Linked DNA regions of Callithrix jacchus: all the other regions are linked to region 1. The links are chromatin contacts, called in public Hi-C maps. All regions are on one chromosome and are shown on one strand. Each heading gives the region's core, a stretch centred on a gene start, on an enhancer-like site or on the middle of the called end of the contact. The rest is flanking DNA. Distances are from core to core; before and after follow the strand shown.

The links. Hi-C and Micro-C count contacts between places; a contact is called where the count stands out from the background.
Region 2: a Hi-C map of skeletal muscle shows a contact between it and region 1, with 4 times the contacts expected there. The contact joins two enhancer-like sites. A contact is called at or near these places in 2 of 3 Hi-C or Micro-C datasets (induced pluripotent stem cells and skeletal muscle).
Region 3: a contact with region 1 is called in a Hi-C map of skeletal muscle, with 9 times the contacts expected there. The contact joins two enhancer-like sites. A contact is called at or near these places in 3 of 3 Hi-C or Micro-C datasets (induced pluripotent stem cells and skeletal muscle).

What each region holds. Positions count from the first base shown.
Region 1 is chr14:19,619,074-19,623,027 of calJac240_pri, reverse strand. No RefSeq gene overlaps it. Among named protein-coding and RNA genes, the nearest start is that of SEPTIN10, 260 kb to the right of the region's middle. Within about 2 kb of position 2,562, at least 2 of the 16 cell types and tissues checked have an H3K27ac peak or open chromatin away from gene starts, as enhancers often do. A contact at or near this core is called in skeletal muscle, where this site is marked.
Region 2 is chr14:19,928,628-19,932,546 of calJac240_pri, reverse strand. All of the region lies in intron 1 of SH3RF3 (SH3 domain containing ring finger 3), which reads left to right. Among named protein-coding and RNA genes, the nearest start is that of SH3RF3, 63 kb to the left of the region's middle. Within about 2 kb of position 2,011, at least 1 of the 16 cell types and tissues checked has an H3K27ac peak or open chromatin away from gene starts, as enhancers often do. A contact at or near this core is called in skeletal muscle, where this site is marked.
Region 3 is chr14:19,984,550-19,988,980 of calJac240_pri, reverse strand. All of the region lies in intron 1 of SH3RF3 (SH3 domain containing ring finger 3), which reads left to right. Among named protein-coding and RNA genes, the nearest start is that of SH3RF3, 6.6 kb to the left of the region's middle. Within about 2 kb of position 2,475, at least 1 of the 16 cell types and tissues checked has an H3K27ac peak or open chromatin away from gene starts, as enhancers often do. A contact at or near this core is called in skeletal muscle, where this site is marked.

The DNA.
Region 1 (3,954 bases), core at 1,313-3,812:
GAAGCAGAAAACAGCGTTTTCAGAGTTCTCAGGGGACATTTAGACGCAAACTGTGTCGGGAGCGCCCTCTGTTGGTGGCATAGGGAATGGCTCGTATGAATGTGGGAAGCTGGCATGCCAAGATGCCAGGCAGAGGGCAAGGCGTCTTTGCCAAGGGGGAGGTGATGGCATGTAGGGAAGCAGACAGCCCCAAGGGCTCCCGATGAGCCAGGCCAATGTGGAGGCCGAGGGGAAGCCTTCCACGTGTCCTAGAGGGAAACCCCAAAGCAGCTCTTCTCACAGAACCCCGGTGAGATTTGGGGAGGGAGGACGGATGGTGCAGGGCTCCCAGAAAGCTCCCAGCTATGGACACATCACAGCCCACCAGGATCCCATCCAGCAGGCCCGGGGACCCTCTGGGGGCAAGGTGCCAAGCTTTGCCCAGCCCTACACCAAAGGCCTGACTCCATCCTCACCTTCTGCAGCCCAGATGCTGGTGGGGCCCAGGGCTTCCATGCACCTACAGCCCCTTCTCAACAAAACCGCCACTCATGTGTGCCATGGGGTGACCCCCTCCTCTCCACCCAGCCTGGGCTGGGGAAGGGCCCCACCTGACCAAGAGCTGGCCCTCTCCAGCCAAAGCCAGGGTGAACAGAGTGGGGCTCATGCTGGGTGGCTGCCACCAAAGCAAGAGAGGTTTTCCTGCAGGGGAAGCACAGTGAGCAAAGGTGGGACGGGGGCTGGAGGCGGGGGAGTGGGCCCTCCCGGGAGCTCCTGGCCTCTTCATGCGCCATAAAGATGGTAAGTGCATGTTAAGTATGTACTAAGCCCACACTCCATGCCCGCCTCCTGTTTAGCACTCTATACCCATTGCCTCATTTTTGTCCTCACATCAGCCTTATGAGGTAGGAATTATGACCATGCAATTTCACAGATGGGGAAACTGAGGCAGGGAGCAGTTAACCAACTCGCCTCAGGAAGGGGCAAAGAGGTGAGGCAGCTGGGATTCAAACACAGGCCACACTCCTAACCCTTCAGCCTGTTCTTGTCCTCAGGAGTCCTGGCTGACGTCAGAGCCACTGACACTTGTCCCTTTCTGACTTGCTGTGACAGTGCTCCTTGAAGCCTGACTTGGAACTGGAGAACGAGGTCCCACAGCCACAACAAGTTCTCAGCTGTCCTCTGTGGCCTCTGAGGACAGCACCAGGTGGCCCAGTACACCACATGCCCCCACATGGTGGTAACATACTCTGATCAAAAAGAACAAAAAGTTCTCCCCCATCCAGTGTGCCTCTGCTTGGGCCAGCAGGCTGGCGATTGGTGGCCTGAGGAGTGGTATTCTTGCAGCCAGGCTAGGAGAATCTGCCCACCTGGAGGTGCCAGGACCACATGGCAACTAGCTAAGGCCAATGGCTGCTGTGGCAAGGCTCAGATCACCAGCAGAGGGTGGGGGCCTGCAGGGAGGGTTGGGGAGGGGCACAAGCCTCACCTCCCCAGGGCCCCTCACCTCCCTAATGCCCCTCACCTCCCCAGGGCCCCTCACCTCCCTAATGCCCCTCACCTCCCCAGGGCCCCTCGCCTCCCCAGGGCCCCTCGCCTCCCCAGGGCCCCTCACCTCCCTAATGCCCCTCAACTCCCCAGAGCCCCTCACCTCCCCAGAGCCCCTCACCTCCCCAGGGCCTCTCACCTCCCTAGAGCCCCTCACCTCCCCAGAGCCCCTCACCTCCCCAAAGGTCAGGGGCAGGTTCTAGCCCCGCTTCTGTCTCCAGCTGGCTTTGTGATCCAAAGTGAGACTGAAGACAGGGCTGTCTCATCTACTACTGAGGTCTCTTCTATGGAATTGCCCCACAAGTTCTCGTCCACACTCTCCCTGCATTTTCATGGCTGCTGCCCCACACCCCCAAATAAGGAATGGGGGGTGGCCAGAAAGAAAGGTGAGGTCCTGCATCCCTGGGAGGGCATGCTCAGGAGGCCGAGGTGGGGTGGCCTCCATGTGTGCCTCCTGGTGCCTGAAGCGGTGCTGCCCGCAGAAGGTGCTGATGCACACGTGCTACAAAATTGTCTAGAGTGGCGTTGCTGCCCAGAGCTTGCCGGGACTTCCAGGTGGGAATTGAGCTGGGCACCAGACCCATCTCCAGGGCACACGGGAGCCCCATCACGTGTGGCAATGAACTTTCTCTGCAACTCTGGTGAGGGCTGTGACATCTGTCTCAACATCCAGAATGCCTTTAGGGGGCTTGTCTGCCCTTTTCGGCCTGCTGGAAACTCCTCCTGGCTCTGGCATGGAACCCTGGCCCTCCTCCTTCTGGGCCCTGGTCCCACTGTCCTTTGCCATGTGCATGCCTCAGCGACTGACATGTGAGCCCCATGTGCCCTGGCACCTCCACCAGCCCTCCCTGCCTTGCCTCCCTGCTGCTCCCTGGGTGCTCCCAATGTGTCCTTCCTCCTGACATCCAGCAAACCAACACATGGTGCAGCTGATTTCACCTCTCACTGTGGCCTCTGCCACCCTCCTGCCCCCTCCTGAGTCAGGTCCAGGTGTGCCCAGAGATGGTCCTGCCAGGCATATGTGGCCCAGGCTGCCTGGGATCTGCTCTGTACCACACTGGGTACCCAGGGATTTTAACACCACAAGTCCCCCCGCCACCCTCCCTGGTCTACTGCAGCCACCCCTGGTCTCCTGGTCTTCACTGTGTGTCTCTCTGTCTACACTCCAGGTTTTTCCGGGACATTCTTGACTGGAGCCGGCTTGTTGGGCCCTGTGGGAGGCAAGTCATCCACAGAGGCTGAGCAAGAAAAAGAAGCCGGGCAGGCTGGGCACCCTGGAGAGCCCTTGGGTAGCATCTTTGGCTTTCCCCTCCCAGGTGCTCCTGTCTTTCCCAGGTGCCCTGAGACCCACTATCCCTCACCTGACTCTGACCCTGACCCTTGCCCATCCCCTCATGGGCCAGCAGGGGAACAGCCACCTGCTGTTCATTCACCTCCAGCTCTAGGGGCCCATCATGACTTTGGCCACTGCCATGGCAACCATCTTGCATGTGAGGGCTCTGGCAGCCTGTTTCTGTCCTGAGGTGGCTTCTCAAGCACCCAAGGGTGGGAAGCCCGCAGGAGCCCACACAGCCCTTTCCCTGCACATCGCTGAAGGCGCAGGGCCCAAAGGAGCCAGCAGATGGATATGCTGCCCTTCCTGGGGCAGTTCTGAGGCACCCCATGCCGTGCTGCCCCAGCTCCTTCCCTGGCACAATGCCCCAAACTTCCACTCCCATGCCCTGGAGTTACTTCCCAAAAGAAAGCACCTGCACAGCACACAGTAGCACCCAGGCCCCACTGATTCACACCTGCCACGCCACACACACCTCATGTGCATGCACACACCCCACATATGTACACATGCATGCATACTCCACATGCATACATGCCATATGCACACCGCACTCATGCACACACATAGACACTCCACACATACACATACCACATGTACACACACCATGCACACACACATGCACATACACACACACTGCATGCATGCACCATGTAAGCCACATGCATGTACAAACACATGCACACACTATGCACATGCACACACAGAAACTGCACACACTACACACACACACACACACACACAGCACTTGCATGTGTGCACACACATCCTTCTCCCTGTTCTAGCACACCTGCATAGATGAGGCTTGGCAGGAGGAGGACCACAGGGAGGGAGGGAGGGAGGAGGGTGCCCATGGGGGCTGTAGTCTGTGCCGCCTCACCTCCCCAGGGCCCCTCACCTCCCTAATGCCCCTCACCTCCCCAGGGCCCCTCACCTCCCTAATGCCCCTCACCTCCCCAGGGCCCCTCGCCTCCCCAGGGCCCCTCACCTCCCTAATGCCCCTCAACTCCCCAGAGCCCCTCACCTCCCCAGAGCCCCTCACCTCCCCAGGGCCTCTCACCTCCCTAGAGCCCCTCACCTCCCCAGAGCCCCTC
Region 2 (3,919 bases), core at 762-3,261, 310 kb before region 1:
GAATCCTAATACCTCGGTTCTTTGATTGAAAAGAACATTTTACAAATATATTTGTAGCTGGCGGAAGGATAAAAACTAATAGAAAACAACAGGACAATTTGGTTCTCTCTGAAGTAATAAGCTCATTGGAGATGGGGCTAGGAGAGTGATAGATGTCATCTGCCTATACCGCAGTCCATAGGAACAGGGAGGGTCCCATAGCTGGGATCATGTGGCAGGCAGTCCCCGGGAGGAACAAAGGATGCCAGCCAGGACAAGGGGCGAGTGAGGAGCTGCTGCTGAGCTTCTCTGCCCTCCGGGACCAGGCAGGCCCTGGCCTGTGGATACCAGCATCTGCCACTCATGCCTGAGTATCAACTGTCGAGCACCGCCCCTTCTCGGGCTGGCCACATAAAGAGCTGTAGGCTTTATTGTGGAAACCCATGTTCTTTGGAGGCCTGCTTAATTAAGTTCCCATTTGCACCTAACCCTGGCACGCTTGATAGGCTTCCCTTGCTGGAGCTATTTTTGCATCGCTTTCTGGAAGGATGCCTCTTTCCCCGCAGGCAGCCTCTGACCGTGTGCCATGGAGCTCCACATTTGCGTCTTATTTTTCTAAGCACTTGCTATTTTTGTTTTTCTTTGGTATTCATTTGACCTGGACTTCTGATAAGGCATTTAAAAATAGACTTTGGGTTTCCTGTGGGTTATTGGGCTTCTCAAAATCTCCCGTCTACTTTTAAATACCTGCTGATTTGTGTCACCTGATCCCAGCATGGAGTCCGGCTATGCATTTGGAAGGTCTCTCGAATTTCCCTTCCACCTCTCAGGGTTGCATTGCCTCATTACTGAGCACCCTGCCCTGCAGTGAGAAGGGCCAGGTACCTCGTCCATCTTGTGGGCCTTTTGGAGACACCACCAGAAACTTCCATTTGCAGTGGCAAATCTGTAGGCACACGTGTTTTTCCAAAGTGGGAATCCAGGCGATGTTGAAGGGCCCCAGAGGGAATGCAGACCACTGGTTCTAAGCCTCCTTTAGTGGGATGAGGGACAGAGGCTGGCAGGTACATGTCTCCCTCAGGGTCACATGGCTGGTTGGCCATGGCAGAGCTGCAGCCTGGAGGCCTTGTCCATCCTCAAGGCCATGTTGGGGCATTTGGGGTATTTGGGATGGCAGAAACTGTCCACCATCTGGCACCAGCTGTTCTCCTGGGCCCCTGGGAAGCTCCCCTGGCCCTATGACCTGGTGTTGGGCTGTGGCTTGCTGGCCTGGCTGGGTCCTGCTACTGGTCCTTACCATCATTTAATCCTGTGGCGGGCAGCCTTCTGCTGTGGCATGGCTCCCGCAGCCCTTCTTCCATCCTGAGTAGCCCTATAAGGGAGAAGGATGCAAGTGACTCCCCCACAGTCTGTTTGCAGAGTGCTTGGGACCAGCTGCTTAGCACCTGTGCTGAGAGGTCTGTGGGTTTGTCCTGCAAGAGTGGCCCCATATCATGTGGCTGGATGTGGCATCAGCCTTGAAACTCTGAGTGCTGCTGGGCTGTGGTTGCAGCTGTACCTGGCCTGGCTGGCTGAGGTCTGGTCGCAGTGAGGGGCTGGCTGTGTGAATCCTGGGCTGGTGTGTGCTCCTATGGGAGAGGGGAGCTGCACCACATGCCCTGTGGCCTTCTGGGCCTACTTGTGGCCAAATGAGTCCGGGTGGCAGTGGCGTACACTATTACTACTGACTGTTTGGGGCATAGCTCACAGGGAGATCCCTCCAAGAGGAAGAGGTAGGCCCAGATGGACATCCTTTGAGGACCCCGGCACATCATAGAGGCTGGCACTACCTGCGTAGTAGCGTGAAGGCTCCCCCTGCAAAGGGGGAACCTGTGTACGGAATAGGTGTTTGAGTTCCCTTAACTCTCACCATAGCCCTGTGAGTGGGTGCAAGTTTTCTCTCTTCTGCAGATGAATACACTGAGGCACAGAGAGCTGGAAGAACTGGCCCAAGGCCACATAGCTAGTAGAGGCAGAGGTTGGGTTTGAACCCATGCAGCCCGGGGGCCCAGGAAGGCAGTAGTCTTCTTGCTTTTCCTGCTAACCCTCTGTGGAATCTCAGGGTCCTGGTGGGGGTGTCTCCAGGATAATTCATCGGTCATTTGGGATGCAGGGATGCCAGGATGCACTTGGCCTCATTCTGGGAGGGCTGCTGTTCTGCCTGACACAGGAGGTGCTAAGAAGGGACTGAAAGGGCCAGGCCATCCAATGCAGGGATGGCCACAGCAGGGACCTCCTGGGACCCTCAAGACATGGCCTGCATAGGTTGTAAATGGAAGCAAACCAACCAGCCACCCTGTGATCTAAGCCCTGTGAGATCACAGCTGCAGTGTCGTCTGTAAATGACAGAGAAATTTATGACCCTGAGGAGTAAATTATCAACAGTGCAAGATAGGATTGCTTCACACATCCCTGTGACAACTTAAACATAAAACCTAGTGAGCAAGGGGTACATACAAGAGGTGGAGGGGCACAGTGGGCTACATTTAGGGTACCATGCCCAGCACAGATTGGAGGATGCCGGTTGAGTTTCTCAGGCTGCTGTAACAAAACACCATACACTGCGTGGCTTAAACAGCAGACATCTATTTCTATGAGACGTTTATTTCTCACATTCCTGAAGGTGGGATGTCCAAGGTCAAGCTGCCAGCAGGTCTTATTCCCAGTGAGGGCTCTCTTCCTGGTTTGTAGACAGCCAGCATCTTGCTCCTACCATGGTGGAGATAGAGAAAATTTTTCCTGTCACTTAAAGGGGACTAATCTCATTCATGAAGGCTCCACCCTCATGACCTAATCACCTCCCAAAGGCCTCGCCTCCTGATACCAAACTTAGGAAGTACAGCTTTCGACACAACTAGGCTATGTAGCACAGCCTGTATTCCCGGCTACAAACCTGAGCAGCATGTGACTGTACTGAACACCATAGGTGGTTGAGACATAGCGGCAAATGTTTGTGTAGCTAAACGCAGAAAAGGTACAGTAACAATATAATCTTATGGGACGCCATGGTATATGCCGTCATCATGGACCGCAAGGTCTTCATGTGGTGTATGACTGTATTTACACAGTGGCCTTAAGCACCATCTTGAACTTTTCTACACAGTGCCATTTTTAAAACTGTCTTGGGGATTAGTGCTTTGATATAGAAGGCTTAAGTGTATAGAAACTTCATACATAGCACCAGCTGTACAGCACGTGTCCCCAGGGATGTTTGCAGTGTCTGAGGACAGTTTTGGTTGTCATAGCTAAGGTGGGGTGGATGCTGCAGAATATGCTGAAATGCATGGGACAGCCCCCCACGGAGAAATGTCACCAGTGCCAAGGGCAAGAAACTGACATTTTCCTTCCAAGCCCTGGTGATGTGGAGGAAATACTACAGACATTCCCCACATGCTCTTAAGGTGACTCCGTTAGTATGAAACGTTTCTATTTTACAGGAGAACAGAATAAGAAACTCCAGAACACACCATCCACAGAGTCACCCGGAGGAGCCTATCCTACACCTGTATTTGGGGTTTTGCAGCAAGGTGTCCTCAGTGGGCATCTGTTTGCTCAGAGGCCTTCCTAGGCCCTGCAGCAGAGCTCACCGCCAGCAGCCTCCTTTCCATTGGCTCCTCCGTGGAGTTGCCAGTGGTGTTCCGTCATCTGCCTTGTTTGTCTCTTTCCCTCGTCTCTGGTTGCTCCTGTGTCCTGCCTGGTCCCTGGGTGTGGCTGTGGCCTCCATTTCCTTTGTAGTCCCTGTGTTTTGCTCAGTCAGGGGATTGGAGCCTCCCACGCTGGCCTGTGTGCAGAGCCTCCAGGCTCCCGGCCTCCAGCCTTGCTCTTCCAGGCACTGCCAACCCTTTCCACCTGGAGGTGCTACAGCCTTTTTAAGGGAGCTTGTCACAGGAGTCCTCCGCTA
Region 3 (4,431 bases), core at 1,226-3,725, 370 kb before region 1:
TCCAACCCTTGCAATTGCTAATGTATGCTAAATTTTTCAGGCTAAATTGTTTGTTTATTGTTTTGTTTTCACAATTTTGCAAGAAAATCCCTTTAATGTCCCAAGCTAGCATCAATCAAATTGATTCAGTGCAGTGAGAATCTTGCTGAAAGGGTTTTGTGGTTCCACATTGAGTAATTCAAAGCATGCTTTTTAATGTGATTTAATAAGGACTCAAATATAAGACAATACCAATTTTTTTTGAAAAAAATTTAAATCCTTGACTTATATTTGGGCTTATATAGAACATCGTCTGCAGTTCGCCTAGACTGCACTAGGCACTATTATAGGTGAACAAGACTGCCTTGGGCTTTCTTGACGGAGCTGGTATTAGGGGTGGTGAATGTAAGCTGTCTGCCCCAGCTCTCAGAAGGTACTCGAGGGCACTGACTGGTGTCAATCCAGAATTCTGTGAGGGTTACAAGGAAGGACATTGTCACAAATTAAATAACTCTAGAAAGCTTAGGGAGTGCCTTTGATGACATAAAAGTAGGCATTAGAGCCAAATTAGTGTATCTGTATTTTGTATTTTGAGGTACAATGGTATATGTTCACATTGGATCTCTTTGAAAATCTCTTCTATGTCTCTTTGACATTGTGACTGGGACTTAATAATGGAAAAATATTTTAAGTTGGAGAATGATAAAATTATATATGTTAAATATTTTATTTTCTAAGCACACACATATATGATTATTTCACCATTTTGGGGGGTACAGGGCTGAGGACCTTTCTTTGAGTTCCAAATTGTCTTTTTAGCTGAAACCAGTCACCTTTTATGAATTTCTATTTGTTTCTTTCAAATGGAGTGAAGACTAAGACTTTCAAAGAATTTTGAGTAGAGCATCTTCTAGATTTTAAATAGGCCCTCCCCACTAATGTTGATGTTCTTGTTTACACCTGATTTGACCATTTTAAAGCAATCTCCCTTGGTTGAGTCTTTCCTAACGGTCATCTTGATTTTCCAAGGGGCAACATTTCTTTTTTTTTACTCAAGCTTCTTCCCTGGTTACAGGCTATTGAAGTATGGTGCATATTTAGCATTATGAATATAACTTGCATTAAAATAGTTGGGAATAAGGACAACATATCCCTGACAAGCACAGGCCTCCCCAGGCAGGAGTGGCTGGCCCAACCTTGCCAGGTTGTAGCCTCTGGTGGGTGTGGGTGACTTCTGTGTTACAGAGGACGTGGAATGTGTTTAGTCCAGCTGATCAGCTAGTGGAGACCAGGATGGAGGGTGTCTATGATATCTGGAAGCTACTTACCGTGTTCTTTGGTTCTTGACAGTTGAACTGCTTATACCCGAGATTTTCTGTTGAGCGTTTACTGAGTGCCTGCAGCATGCTGGACACTTTGACATGTATCACCTTATGGAAAGTTCACAGTAATCCTGCCAAGTGGCTGGCGTAATTATTATTTTAAGGCCCAGAGAGATGGATATATGGGCAAGTCAGATAGAGAGCTAGGAAGTGATTGAGTTAGGATTCCGTTCCTCTGCCCTTCTGTCCAGCTTGGCTGGATGGTTGGGGTGTTGTCGTGGTTTGGTCTTGAATGTAGTAAGGACTCCAGAGGAATAGGCTAGCACTTGGGGTCCTCACAAAAAACCAGACAGCTCACAAGAGAGCAGACAAGTGGTTGATGTGACAGCTGAGTTACAGCGAAGTCCTTTTCAGAAGTGGAAATAGCAGTTTGTAGCCAGAGAGTAAATAATCTAAATTATCATTCATTGAGCACCCACTGGGCACCAGGCGTGGCTGAAGCCTTTGCTGTGGCTAAGGGTTGAAGAGTGTTAAAGTGTAGTTCATCTGATTCTTACTGGAACTTGGTGAGGTCGCTAGTTATATAGGTAAAGAAATCAAGGCTCCATAATTTTCTTGCTGAGTGGCACGCAGTTAAAAAGGGTGTTTCTTGGAAGATTAACTTTGGCCTCGGTTAGGACTCCTCTTACTCTACCACAGGCTCAGCTCGTTAGTAGCAAGGTTCTAAACATAAGCAACAGCCACCCCTTGCATTCACTGCACCCACGGCTACAGATGCTCTTCTGTGCAAGGCTGCTGTCTTGTAAACCCAGAGTGTGCAGAGCGGTGTGACCCACAGGAAACAGCATCAAATCTGTTGTGGCTTTGGCCTCAGGTGACAGACAGCTCTATTAATATGTAAGTGACTGATCCACACTTGTTCTTCCCTTCTGCTCTGCTTCTGTGTTGGCTTCACTCTCAGCCCCACCTACTAGGTCTCAAATAGAGGCTGTGGCTTCAGATGTCACAGCCCCATGACAACACCCTGGACACAGTAGGATTTCTTCCCCTTATACTTGGTCTCCAAGTCAGTGAGCAAATGGTGACCCAGCCCCAACCCCATGCTTCCTTCATATCTCTGGGGACAGTGTTGCCTTTTAGGCTGGTGTCTGAAGTCGGCACACAGGACTGCCTTCCCTCCTGAGGCGATGGCCTGCTGCCTCCCCCAGGGCATATGGAAGGAGGGGAAGAGGTAGTGGGAATCCCACTAAAAGTGTTTTTTTTTTTTTTGAGATGGAGTCTTGCTCTGTCATCAGTCTGGAGAGCAGTGGCCCGATCTTGGCTCACTGCAACCTGTAGCTCCCGGGTTCAAGCGATTCTCCTGCCTCAGCCTCCCGGGTAGCTGGGACTACAGGCATGCTCCACCATGCCCAGTTAATTTTTGTATTTTTGTAGAGACGGGATTTCACCATGTTGGCCGGGATGGTCTCGATCTCTTGACCTCGTGATTTGCGCTACTTTGCCTCCCAAAGTGCTGGGATTACAGGCATGAGCCACCACGCCCTGCCTGAATGTGGTTTTAATTCTGGCTTCCCACTTCCTCACCGTATGCACTGGGCAAATGGGCTAGCTTTCCTGAGCCTTTTTGTCAGTGAATTAGGGATGCTATCTGCTTCTTTGGATAAATGGGATAAGTACTCGCAGTGCAGTGCCTGGCACATATGACTGGCTGTCGTTTCAGGGCCTATTCTAATAGGAAAACCTTGGAGTCTCTTATCACGCATGAGGCATACCTCAGAGTGCCTGCCTTGCTGCTGGTGGATTTGTGGTATTTAGTATTCTAAATTAAGGGCGTATGTGTGTATGTGTGTGTGCACATGTGTGGATGTGGATGTGCGTGGGGGTATGTATGTTGTGAGTCTGATAGCATGCTTTGCTTCTAGATTCAGTCAGCCTATGTTGTGGAAACTGGATTGTCAAGCATTACTGGGCCTCTATGCTGAGTAGTTGCTTGAGTCTGTTGGTTTCCTTTTTAAATTTATTCCAAGTTTATCTTTGTTATCAGAGGTAGTGTTCCTGATTTTTACAAGCTTCATTAAAAGAGAAAAAATGTCTAAGCCATAATCTGCTTTAAAAAAAACAGCAGGGGAGAATAATCCTGCTCAGCTGCTGATCCAGCCTGTTGGCAAGCTGTCCTGAAAACGAGCCCACCTCTGTCATCCATAGGACACAATAGCTTGTCTACAGCTGCCTAGAATCAGGCTGCTTGGTGTGATTGAACTGAGCAGAATTCTATTCAATTGTTTCTTCCTCCTGGCTTTTGAGAGCCTGCCTGCTTGCTGGAGCATGACAAATTCGGGGCTCAGTTTTGTAGTTGTTTCTAGCATGCATTTCAGTTCAATCTGTATTTAATCTCTATCTTTTACAGTTAACATGGTATTTTTGAGATGCATTAAAAAAAACACATCAGCAGGCATTTGCTGAGGAAAATGCTCTTGATAGCAACCCTTGAAGAGGCCAAGTTCAGTTTTTATCAGATTTGCCTTGCCTGGGAGATCTTCAAATTTGATGAATGTGAAATGCATGCTTGATGGATATCCTATTGGAATTTTAATTAACTTTAAGAGAACAGGGTGTCAAGCTGAAGGTGTTGGCAACAGTGAATGGTTTACAGATCATGCAAGCATCCCATAATGTGGGTCGCCCTTTTCCCATTGAGTGAAGTTGGAATGAAAAAGTGTATAAAGTTGCAGCACGATTTGGATTCTGCCTTTTTTAGGCTCCACTGGCCCTTGATGGTTCTGCACATCCTTGGAGGGCATTTAGAGCTACAGCTCTCCTTTGGGAGACCTGAAGGAGGACCCAGAGGAGTCACTGCTCTCTTGGGTAGCACATGTTTACATTGTTAGCTGATACAAATGTGAAGATATGATGGTATTTGCAGTTCCATGTAATGGAATGTGTGCATAAGGCTCACATGAATTTATGTGAGTTTAAATGAATTAGGATTCACCACAGGAAATGGGTCAGGTGGAGGGGTGAGAGAATTTAGAAGCATGTTTGCACTGGGGCACCTATAAATGTGCTGGAGCCGGGCTCACTGAGAGCAAGAGGATTGGGGAGAATTACCAGAGAACTGGGGAGTTCACAG